Linked DNA regions of Zea mays: region 2 is linked to region 1. A link is a contact called in public Hi-C data. All regions are on one chromosome and are shown on one strand. Each heading gives the region's core, a stretch centred on a gene start, on an enhancer-like site or on the middle of the called end of the contact. The rest is flanking DNA. Distances are from core to core; before and after follow the strand shown.

The links. Hi-C and Micro-C count contacts between places; a contact is called where the count stands out from the background.
Region 2: a Hi-C map of ear shows a contact between it and region 1, with 1.8 times the contacts expected there. The contact joins the enhancer-like site here to the promoter of LOC103643160 in region 1. A contact is called at or near these places in 2 of 25 Hi-C or Micro-C datasets (ear and tassel).

Annotation. Positions count from the first base shown.
Region 1 is chr1:205,002,348-205,007,877 of Zm-B73-REFERENCE-NAM-5.0, forward strand. LOC103643160 (ubiquitin carboxyl-terminal hydrolase 17-like) reads right to left here and starts at 3,397. Exons shown (of 11, transcript NM_001326697.1): 1 at 2,805-3,397; 2 at 334-1,249; 3 at 173-255. The coding sequence starts at 3,208.
Region 2 is chr1:205,272,012-205,277,541 of Zm-B73-REFERENCE-NAM-5.0, forward strand. No RefSeq gene overlaps it. Among protein-coding and RNA genes, the nearest start is that of LOC100283050, 41 kb to the left of the region's middle. Within about 2 kb of position 2,535, at least 15 of the 20 cell types and tissues checked have an H3K27ac peak or open chromatin away from gene starts, as enhancers often do. A contact at or near this core is called in ear and tassel, where this site is marked.

The DNA.
Region 1 (5,530 bases), core at 2,147-4,646:
CGGTATCTTATCGACTTGAAAACCTTGATATGCACAAAGCAGACTTTAATGGAAGTAAATCACAAATATTCTTGGAGCATACACTTAAGATCTTACAAAAGGCAGATGCATAAAACCATAATGAGCAAGCACATGTATGCATGTCAGTTGACCTTCCTACTCTTACTTTTACCTGTTACCGAGGTTATGAAGACCAAAAGGGTGCAACTCAACCTTGCTGTAGAGCTTCACAAAAAGTTCATATGGGAAGAGAGTCTGAACAAAAGAAAACTATTAGCAGATACAAGAGAAATAAAAAGATGCTACATACAGAGAGATATTCAATTATCTTACCGATTCTGATGGATAATGCCTCACAACTTTTGGTGCAGTTTGCTGCCTGACCATTTTCTTCAGAGATGTTGCAAGGTTATTTGTTGTTGAGCCTGACCTATCTGAAGGTTTAAAACTTCTGTCAGGAAGACTATCTGCTACTTTAGATGAATTATTAGGTGTAATAGAAAGACTCCCACGAACTGAAGTGGCTTTGTCAACAGTCAATGCAGATGGCACAGGTTTCGTGCTCTGAATGCTGTCATTCCCAGCAGATTTTGTTTTAGACCTCTCAAGTTCTACATGAATAGGAGTCCTAGAACTTTTGGACTCCAAGACAACAGATGCAGCTGCGTGGGGAATGCTACTGTCTTCAAGCTCCCTGGTACTGCTTGTCTGAGAACAATCCTCAACAACACTGGCATCCTTAGCTCTTTGGTGTTCCTTGGAATGATTGCAGAATTCTTCGTTTACAAAACTGCTATGACCATTAATGTTTGGTGAAGAAGAATGAGAGTTACATGGCAATGCCTCATTTAAGTCCACGGTGGAAGAACCATCTTCAACAAAATTTGCATGTTTGATACTTGATCCCATCTTACTACTGTCAACAGACTGAATGTTTTGATCAATTTCAACTGTGCTGTTGGACTTATGACCTCCAGGAATCTCTGCACTGGTACATACTGCTTCAGAAGGCATATGTTTACTTTTACCATTTGAACTCTTCAAATCATGGTTTGCATCAGAAGTTTCAGATCCAACAGCTGGTTTGTTCATTTGAGCATCCTGTTTAACACCAACTGATGCATTCTCTTTGGCAGATTTTCCCACTTCAGCCTTTTCTTCTTCATCATCAGGCCTAGTATTAACACTTGGTGGATGGCATTCATCTTTGTGACCTTGTCTCCAGTGGGCTATCTGGCATTTGAAGGAACTGCAAAACAGTGTCATTCAAGTTTAGAAGCTAAGAAAGTCAACATCATTTGCTAACCCACGGATGTCCACACGATTTCACCCAGAAAAAAGAAACAGCAGGACCTTTCCAGCCACACATCACTTCACCTCAAAACTCATGCTATGCTACTAAATGAAGTGTAAACATCCCTGCAACACCAGAATGGATGCATGCCATTCCCACATGGCACATGTTCCTTTACTCTACCACTTGTTCCTATTTTATTTAGGCAATGTCCAACACTACCATTTTAATGACTCTAGGGAGTAACGAATGCCATCCATTCCACAGAAGATGTATGCATGCAAATAAATGATTGAAAAAAGGATTAGCAAGTAAAAGACAAATCTAGAAATACATCGTGTAAACTTGCAGAAAAGCATATGCATGATAGATCTACAGCATACTGGCCTCCATATCCTATCCATCAAAACAATTTCTCCACAATTCAAGAGTCTTGAAGTTCATAGGTAGATAGACAAATATGGGATGATGAGGTTCAGTGCATGTCATTTTTTAGTTAAAAATTGTAATAAAATATTAACTGTGTGGTATTATTGTAGGTTAGCTGGTGCATTGACTCACCGTCAAACAAGCATATCATGCACAGTACTTCCTAATGTCAAATACTACCTCAGGCTCACTATACTTGCTTTAGCCTCGTCAAATAATAGCTTCAAAATACTTGTTACACAACTTCGAGGTAACTTTGACCCATTTTTTGGCATGGTCCCTGAAAACACACTTTGATCATTGATTATATTATTGTTATATGTCCAGATCTAGTCTGGTACTCCAGTAGTATACTAGTATCGCATCACACATCCACACCCACACATAGATGAAAATTACTTAGATGTATAAGTAATTAATAATATGGAATAACTAGGTTTATGAACATTTCAGCATGAGAATAAAGTATGAATCATTTTCTGTCACATAGTCGAATATACAAACAGATCAATACCAAGTATTTTTGTCCATGAAATTGGTGACCTTGAGGCATGTAAAATAACATGCAAGTTACTACGAGAAGGTTACACCATAGCACATGTTGTGGCCTAATTTGATAAAAGAAAATACAGATTAAATTGGCAGGAACCTAGATTCTAAGTGGCAGAGACATGGAGACAGGGATGTGAAACAAACTGTTGATTTTGTAGGTACAAGCTATCAGGGACTCCGAGAATATGATATCCATCCAAAGCTCTATCGAATCCGAGTTTCTGTGAGGAATCAGCAACGCTGTGCATCGACCCAAGGTTATCGAGCGACGATTTAAAAACGGCCATAAGGATTAAATGAGGGTTAGCAGTGCCCTAAACCAGGGTAGCGTTCCCAAAGGTTTGGTGGAGAGTCTAAATTTTGTGTAATAACTAAAAAAATGTACCAATTACAGGACCCAATCCACTCCAAAATTGTGCAAATCACGTAGTATCTATGTTCCCACAAATTCCCCAATCACTGGATGGAATTAAACAAACTGGAGACTGAATCAGGGGGGCGGTGAAGGCAGGGATTCGCCCGCACTCACCAGTACTTGACGGCCTTGCACTGCTTGCACCTGAACGTGGTGGGCCTGAAGCACACCGCACAGACCCCCTTTGCCCCCACGGACGGCTGCGGCTGCGCGTCGAACTCCTCCTGCGCCGGGACCGGGACCGCCACCGGCGGCGGGCCCCACTCGGGCGCCCCCGCGGCGTGCACGACGCCCGGGAACAGCTCGGAGTAGTAGGCAAGCGCGGACTCGCGCTCCGCCAGCTCGGACTCCTCGGCAGCCAGCCGCGCGAGGCGGCGCACCTCCTCCCTCCGCGCCGCGGCCCGGCGCCAGCGGCCCCGCACCAGCAGCGCCACCGCCGGCACCACGACGAGCGCCACCAGCGCCAGCACCAGGGCCGCCGCCGCCGCCGCCGAGGACGACTCCGCCGCCTCCTCCATTGGGCCCCTGCAGCTCCCCTCCTCAGCCCGGTCCTCCTCCCCCTCCGCGCATAGATCTCGGCCCCGCCGCTCCTACTCGCCGGATCCGGGCCCCGATTCCCACCTAACCGGCGCAAACGCAAATCCGCTGCGAAAATTTCCCCCCTCCCTCTCAGGTTCGGGTTCGTTCCGTGCCTGGTCTGGTCTTGGGAAGTGGCGCGCGCAGAGGCAGGCCAGGCTGCAGCGGCAATGAAGGAAGGCACCAAGCAGCAGCCGGCGGGCAGCGGTACCCGTTTCCGGTCCGCGCACGCTCCCGAGGAATAATTAGACGACTTGTGGAGGGGGCGAGGTGCAAAAGGTGCTCGACGACGAGACAGGCAGGGAGACGGAGACGGGGCAAGTAAGTAAGGGCCTGATTGGTTGCCCGCATATAGGCCAACCAGGCTCACGGTATGCGGTCGTAGTGTGTTTGGTTGTAGGTTGCATCCACGTAACTAGGCGCGTGCTACTTTGCCGCTTGTTTGGTTTGCCGCATATGCATCAGCGCATGTGTCTCGCGATGCAAAAAAGGAGCTCGGGCCAGGCTCTAGAGATGCGACCAAAATCTGCGCATCTGTGGAGCCAGGCTCACGCGATGCACAGCCAGGCTGCCGCGGACCTGGCTCGCTCGGCCATGCTGCCTAGATACGGCAACCAATCAGGCCCTAACGGTACCGGCGGGGCAGCACAGCGGCGCTGACGCGCGGTACAAGAAAGGAATGGGTTCCGACTTCCGACGGACGGGACGGGACCGTGGGCTCTGGTTGTCCGTCCGTGCGTACGAGCGCGCCTGGCCGTCCGATGGGCCTCATCAGTTGGGTCCTGGCCGTTGATGGGATTTCTTTCCGCGGGGGCAAGTCCTCTGCTCGGACTCGGAGCAAGTGCTTAGTTTCCGCGGGAGAGGAAACGCGGGAAACTGTGTGGCGGTACCCGCCATTATTCCGGGGGACCCCACGTGCAGGCTGACGAGCGGACCCCATGCGAGATCTTGTCATGATCGATTTGTTTCCTCTTTGATTGGTGAGGTCTGTCTGGCTGAGTTTCTGATGGATATTGCGTGTTTATTGGAGTGCTAGTATCTCGGTGAAGGTACTTTTTTTATGAGGAAACTTCGGCAGGCCGATCTTTTCCCATTGTGTGGTTCCTTTGTGTCACGTCACTTGAGACGAACCTTAGTATTCTGATGCAAGTCGTTTCCTGCCAACATTCGGTTCCCATCCCCCCATGCTTAATGCGTCCAAAAAAAATAAAATCTGGTGACCTTCCAACTAGGCAAATGATCGTCCAGAAAAAGGTGACATAGGGATTATAGGAAGTTGATACAAGTGAACTTTGCCGACAGAAACTAGGCAGTGTGTGTTCACCGAACCAGGCCTCCATTTTCCAGCGACTTTTGCTCCACCCACCCAACAATTTCCGTCCGAGATTTTCCGCGTCCTAGGTTGGATTGGACTTGCTTGGAGTTGCGCGCGCGGACCAAGCGTCAACTACCGCTACAGAGAAACGAGTAGAAGCAGCATGGCCGCACGCACGGGCGCAAGCGTGTGAGGCAGGCAAGCCCAACAGACGACCGATGCCGGATAGGGGCCATCCTCCAGGCCCCACCTCCTCCTTTTGAGTCAGCGTCGACCGCGTGCGCTCGACGACGACGAGTGTCGCCGGCCCGACCGCGTCGTACTAACCGTGGAAGCTGCATGATGTAGTGTAACATATATCAGGTATCTATCTATGTGTAATACGAATCTTCTTCTTTTACACAAAAAAAATGTGATATACGTTATATATAGCCGTTAGCTAAATTCGAAATCAGATGTTTTGTCGTCAGTCACGCATGCGCCGGCCGGCCGTGGCCGGGGGAGTTGGTCGGTCGGAGCCATCGGGCGCAGCGGTCGGCTGGTGGAGGAAGGGATGGCATATCATATGTGATTTGTCACTTGGCAGGCGTGCCCGTCGGTGGATGGAGCCGGGGGTCGGAGCCGTGACGACGCGGCAACACAATCCACAAAGCAAAAGTGCATCTCGTACTACTACTACACGCAGGCACGCAGCAAGGCAGCAAGCGCGCGCGCGGCTGATTCTTCCGTACCGGCTTCGACTGGCTGGCACACGCCGACGCCGGCCTGCTGAGTGCTCACGTTGACGCGTGGCCCGCCGCCGCGCTGGCGTCAGATGGGCTTAGGATTTACAAGTAAGAAGCAGCATTCTGCGACAGACGGACGACGATGATGCCGGCGTTGCATTGCGATCCTCCCGCGCGCCATCGAGTTCTCTGCGCGCGTGTCGGTGAAAGATACACAGTGGGGG
Region 2 (5,530 bases), core at 1,285-3,784, 270 kb after region 1:
ATCTTGATTCTGCTTTATTTAATACATAATAATAATTTTATTATTGTATGACTTCTTATCTTATATGTTTATTGTGACCTCCTACCTTATATATTATTACTAATTATATACAAATGTATGACTTGCGTGAATTTTTGAAGTCAATTGAGGGTACATCACTGCCGGAATTTGGCTCTTTGCGGAGTACCAAATATTTTGCCGAGTGCTTTTTTTGGCACTCGGCAAAGAAGCTCTTTGCCAAGCGCCACACAAAAAACCCTGGTTAAAAGAAAAAACTCGGCGAAGAAGCTCTTTACCGAGTGTTTTATTTTTGATACTCGGCAAAGAGCTTCTTTGCCAATTGTTTTTTGACTCTCGGCAAAGATTTGCCGAGTGTAAAAAATATAACATTTGGCAAAGAGCTCTTTGCCGATTGCTTTTTTCAATACTAGGCAAAGACAATTTAAAAATCACATTTTAAAGCAGCAAATTAACTCAAATGAAAAAGGTTTGAACTACAAATTTGTATAATTCATCGTGATGTACAATTTATATTTTGAATATTTCTTCATATGACAAAATAAAAATAAATTTGTTCATAAAACATATCTCTCTCGTACTTTATGAAACTACGAGAGAGATGTATAAGATTTGTGCATATTATTAGAACCATCATGTGAAATGAACAAATGACCAAACAACCAAAAAAACTTTATAGATCTTGAAAAGTTATAGAATTTTGTAGTTGGCAACTTTTTCATCTGAAGTCATCTTGTGAACGAAAACTACGTCTGAATTTAAAAAATTTAAAATTTGAATTTCGAAAACGACCTCGAGAGAAAAACCACCAACATGAAAGTTGTAGGTATTGAAGAGTTATGAAACTTTGTAGTTGACAATGTTTTGGTTTGAAATCATCTTGTCATGCAAAACTATGTTTGAATTTTAAAATTTGAAATTTTCAAACTACCTCGGATGGAAAAACCACCAAAATGAGAGTTGTAGGTCTTGAAATGTAATGAAACTTTGTAATTGACAATTTTTTGATTTGAAATCATTTTATCATTGAAAAATTCGTGTGAATTTTTTAAATTTGAAATTCAAATTTTGTAAACGGCCCCAGATGTAGAAACTATCAAAATAGAACTTGTAGATCTCGAAAAGTTATGCAACTTTATAGTTGATCATATTTTCAAATGAATTCATTTACTGCCTTAAATAATCAAATTACTCTCGGTTTGTTATAGTATATGAGGAATGAAAATGTAATAAAGACATAATTGATGTAGTATTATAGTGGTAGAGGAGAGTGTGCGCGAGAGAGGTTTTGCGAGTTCGAATCTCACCATTCACAAAACATATAAATTTGATTTAAAATATTAGTTAAAATGAAATGATAGAGAGATAGGTATGGTAGTTGTTTTTATAATTTTAAAAAATATTTTGCTGTTTTTTTGGGGGTTTTTTCGATTTTTAATTTGCTGAGTGCTTTTCGACACTCCGAAAAAAGTACTCAGCAAAAACTCTTTACCGATAAAATGTTTGCCGAGTGCCTTAGACACTGGGTAAAAAAACGCGATTTCAGTAGTACATGTTATAATTTTTACCGATCGTATTTTAGATTTCGATCGTAACCGGTATAATTTTCGTACCGAACTTTCATTTCCGATGTTTCTGAATTACCAATATCATTTTTTATTTTGGAGTTACCGTTTTCGATCCCGTTTCGAAGAAAAAATATAAAAAAATGATTTTAGTGTTTACCGATTATTTTGGACCGTTTTCATCCGTATCGATCGATCATGAAACGGGACAACGCACATAGAGAGTTCAGACTCGCCGAGACAGACAAACCATGGGTGTCAGGCAGCCCAGTCTGATACACGCAATGGCATGCGTCCACGCACATCCCTAAACCTGAGCTCACTGCCGACAATATTCCCGGTGCGACATGGCATGGCAGACGGGCGGGCGGCGGGCGCCGGCTGATGAAGTGATGATGCCAAGGGCTGGTGGGTGGTGGCTGGATCGGCAAGATATCCATGGCCCGCCGTGGACGGTTGCGCGGCGTGCACTGTAGCGTGCTTGTGCGCTTCATTCGCAACGTCGTCTGCAGTGTGCTGGCCGGCACTGCTGCATGCATGCCGCGGCAGCGGCAGCAGTATTGCCGTCTGCTGCCCGCTGCCCGGCCGTCAGTTGCTCACATGGTCCATCATCCCCGCTGCAGGATCGGCGGGAGTCCAGGCCAGCCAGCCAGCCAGCCATCATCCAGTGATGGCTCCTACTGCACAGGGACTCCTCTCCAGCGTCCGAGGGATGGCTGACGAGCTCGCCGCGCCAATCGCCATGCATGCAAGTGTCCGTCCTGTGGTAGTGGCTTTTGTGCAGCTGGCCGTCCAGTCGTTGCGGGCCTGCCCTGGAACACGCACAGCCCTGGAACAGCTAGCCCTCGACCTCGACGGAGAAGGGAGAGCCAGCCGACCCCTACCCATCGGACCACAGGCCACATGCAGCGGGGCCAGGCCAGGCCAGCGGCCAGCCACACTGACGGATCAGACCAGACCAGACGTGGCCACCCAGGGCCCGGCGTGTCCGTGCTGCGTTGACACGAGCACGGACCGACGTCGTACCACGGCAGCGACGCAGCAGCGCGCCGGACGCCCAGCACGAGCTACAGCGTCGTAGGCGCGCGGCATGCATGCTTCCGCGCGCACCGCTAGCTGGGCGACGAGGATCTGGCCGGCTAGCTAGCTGAGCAGAGAGCACCCGCTCGTATTTAATGCAACAGCAATACTATACTACTACAGCTACAGTACAAGTGATGAAGCTACTGCGCGGGCAGAGCAGCCTGCCTGCCTTCACACATGCATGTATGCTTCGCAGCAGGCAGTTCGATCGCAACAGCGGGAGGGGGGCAGCAGGCAGGCAGCTGCGTGCCCTGTGCGCGGCCGCGGCGCGCGTCATCCTCACTCTCACTTCCTCAGTCCTCACCTAGCGCAGCAGGGCCAAGAGGCAGCCGGCACGGCAGCCATCGATCAATGGACATGATGGATCGAGCGGCGGGGCCGGCTAGTTGGGTTGGGTGGGGCACGGACGGGGACGGCGGCGCCGGCCAGACTCACACCACATGCGCCGGACACGGAAACCTCAGCGGACCGCGGACGATGCATGGGCCGGGAGCACCGATTGAGGACGGACGGAAGGACGACGAGCATTTTGCATGGCCGCTGGCATGCAGCATGCTGTGCCCGCCTTGGTGGCGTCCTGGGTCTTTGTCCCAGCCGGAGATAATAAATTTCGAATTGACCTGTCTCCCTCGTGGACAGCAGCGATCCAGAGGGAGGTGGAGGAGAAGCGGGTTCGGACAGTGACAGGACGAGGAATGGCCTGGCCTGGCCCGGCTCCGTCGGGCTCGCCTCGGCCGTGCTCTCTGTTTCTATTCCGTTGCAGGCTTTTTGCTCCGAGCCATTTGTCCTGATACTGCACTTGGGTATGGTCGTATTGTCTTGCCTGATACGTACAGTATACTCCGGTGCTGCCAGGGCGGAGCAGAATTAAGGCATAGGAAGGAGTAAGGACCCATCAAATACTATAAATAAAAAATATCGTGGGATATATACACATGTGTATACTAATTTACATATAGTATAGATAATAAATTAATAAAAAATACTCACAAATATAATTATATATTAATTAACTTCAATAGAGTAAAAAATTGCTTCTACAATGATCGGTCAAATTAAAAGCTTCGACTACATTATGAGTGTTGATCATAGCTATCAATTCTATATCAATATAGATGATCAAGTAACTTCACATAAAATCATCTCCCATTTTTATTTTGTAGATGTGTTTTGATAAGTTTTGTAGCTAAAACGCTCTATTAATAATGGTTGCAGTTGAGACTGAAAGAGTGACGATTAATCTTAATAATCCATAACCCATTTGATACATGGAACTTTTATCCAATTTGATAAGGTTTTTTATCAAATCAGCAAGTGATCGTAATGTATTTGGTTCTATACTCAAGGTAAAGCACCAAATTCGTCGCACACACAATAACTATCCAGGGACAACTTTAGGCTAAAATTCTTTGATTTTATTATTAGCAAAGAATTTGATGCTTCAAAAATATAATATTTTTTTATTTAGATAGAGAAATTTATTTTGCCCAAAGACAATACCACATTTTATATTATGTGTGTATAAATACATAAACATGGGAGGGTTAGGGAGGCAAGGCCCCTGTGCAGCATCGTGTCTATTTTCCCTCGGAAATTCTACGTTTTGTTCAACACATCTTATATCACTAGCTAAATGCTCGTGCGTTGCAACGGGAATATATAATACCAGTATACTATGATAACTTATATACAAAATGTGTGTTATATCGTTATTAGAAAATGTTTCATAATCAATTTGTGATTCTGGCCATACATAAATTTTGTTATTTATAATCTATCTGTTTCACCACTACATTGCAACCATCAGTATCATGCAAACTTCGATATATGTTACGATTTGCATGGTCTCATCATTGGAGAGCACGTTCCACACATACCGGAATAAATTTTCTCGTACATCGTTAGTCATCAGACACGTACCACCATACACTTTTGCTTAAACAAAAGGCAAGTGTGTGTTTGCGAAGAGAATTAAAGGCAAGTCGGCACAAAAGCTACCTCAACGGTGGCGAGGATGACGAACTAGTCATTGTTGTCGGTCCTCCTCTGCGTCACCTCTGGCGCCAAGATGACGCCACAGTCCTCGATATAGTAGTCGTCGAACGTGCGCGACATACCGAGTACTGATGACTCTTGGCTAGGCTGTAAAACGAAGTGCATCCCGGGCTCATCAGCAAGGTAGTACCCCTGGCCGTTGCACCACCGGATGCGCTACTCCTCTACATACATCGTGTTCGAGGATACTCATACAACGTCAGCAACGGCCATCGTCTCAGCACACAAGAATTCATGGCCAGTCAGTAGCGACTTACGTGGCAGGTTGGGCTTGAGGTGGACGATGAGCTGGACGACGTGATGGCGTCGTCGTCGAATGCGGTGCCTAGAACAACCCAAGAGTCGCCGACGTTGGCGACGACCATGAGGTCCCCCTGCTTGACGATGGACAACGCGGAGCAGCCGCTCTGCACCGCGTCCAAGCGACGGCTGCGCCGGAGCTTGTCGTACATAGTGGCACATGCGGCCACGTATGACTGTTTCTAGAGGTCGAACTGGCAGTCGCCAAGTTTCTTCTTGTCGTCGATGAGCGACCCCGACACGAGTGCCTCCTGTTAATGGTGTTTGTTCGGGGTTTTCAAGTAAGAAACATGAATTCATGTTTGGCGTTGGTTTATAAAAATGACTCACAAGTCAGATCCATGGAAAAAATATTACGAAGAATAAATGTCACGCATGCAAAAAAAAAATTAAGTTGAAACATTATTCAAACAAAAGAAATTGCATGCAAGGCTCTTCTTTAAATACTACTCCCTTCATCCAAAAATATAATTCAAGAATCTCGGTGATACTTATCTACTACTACGCAT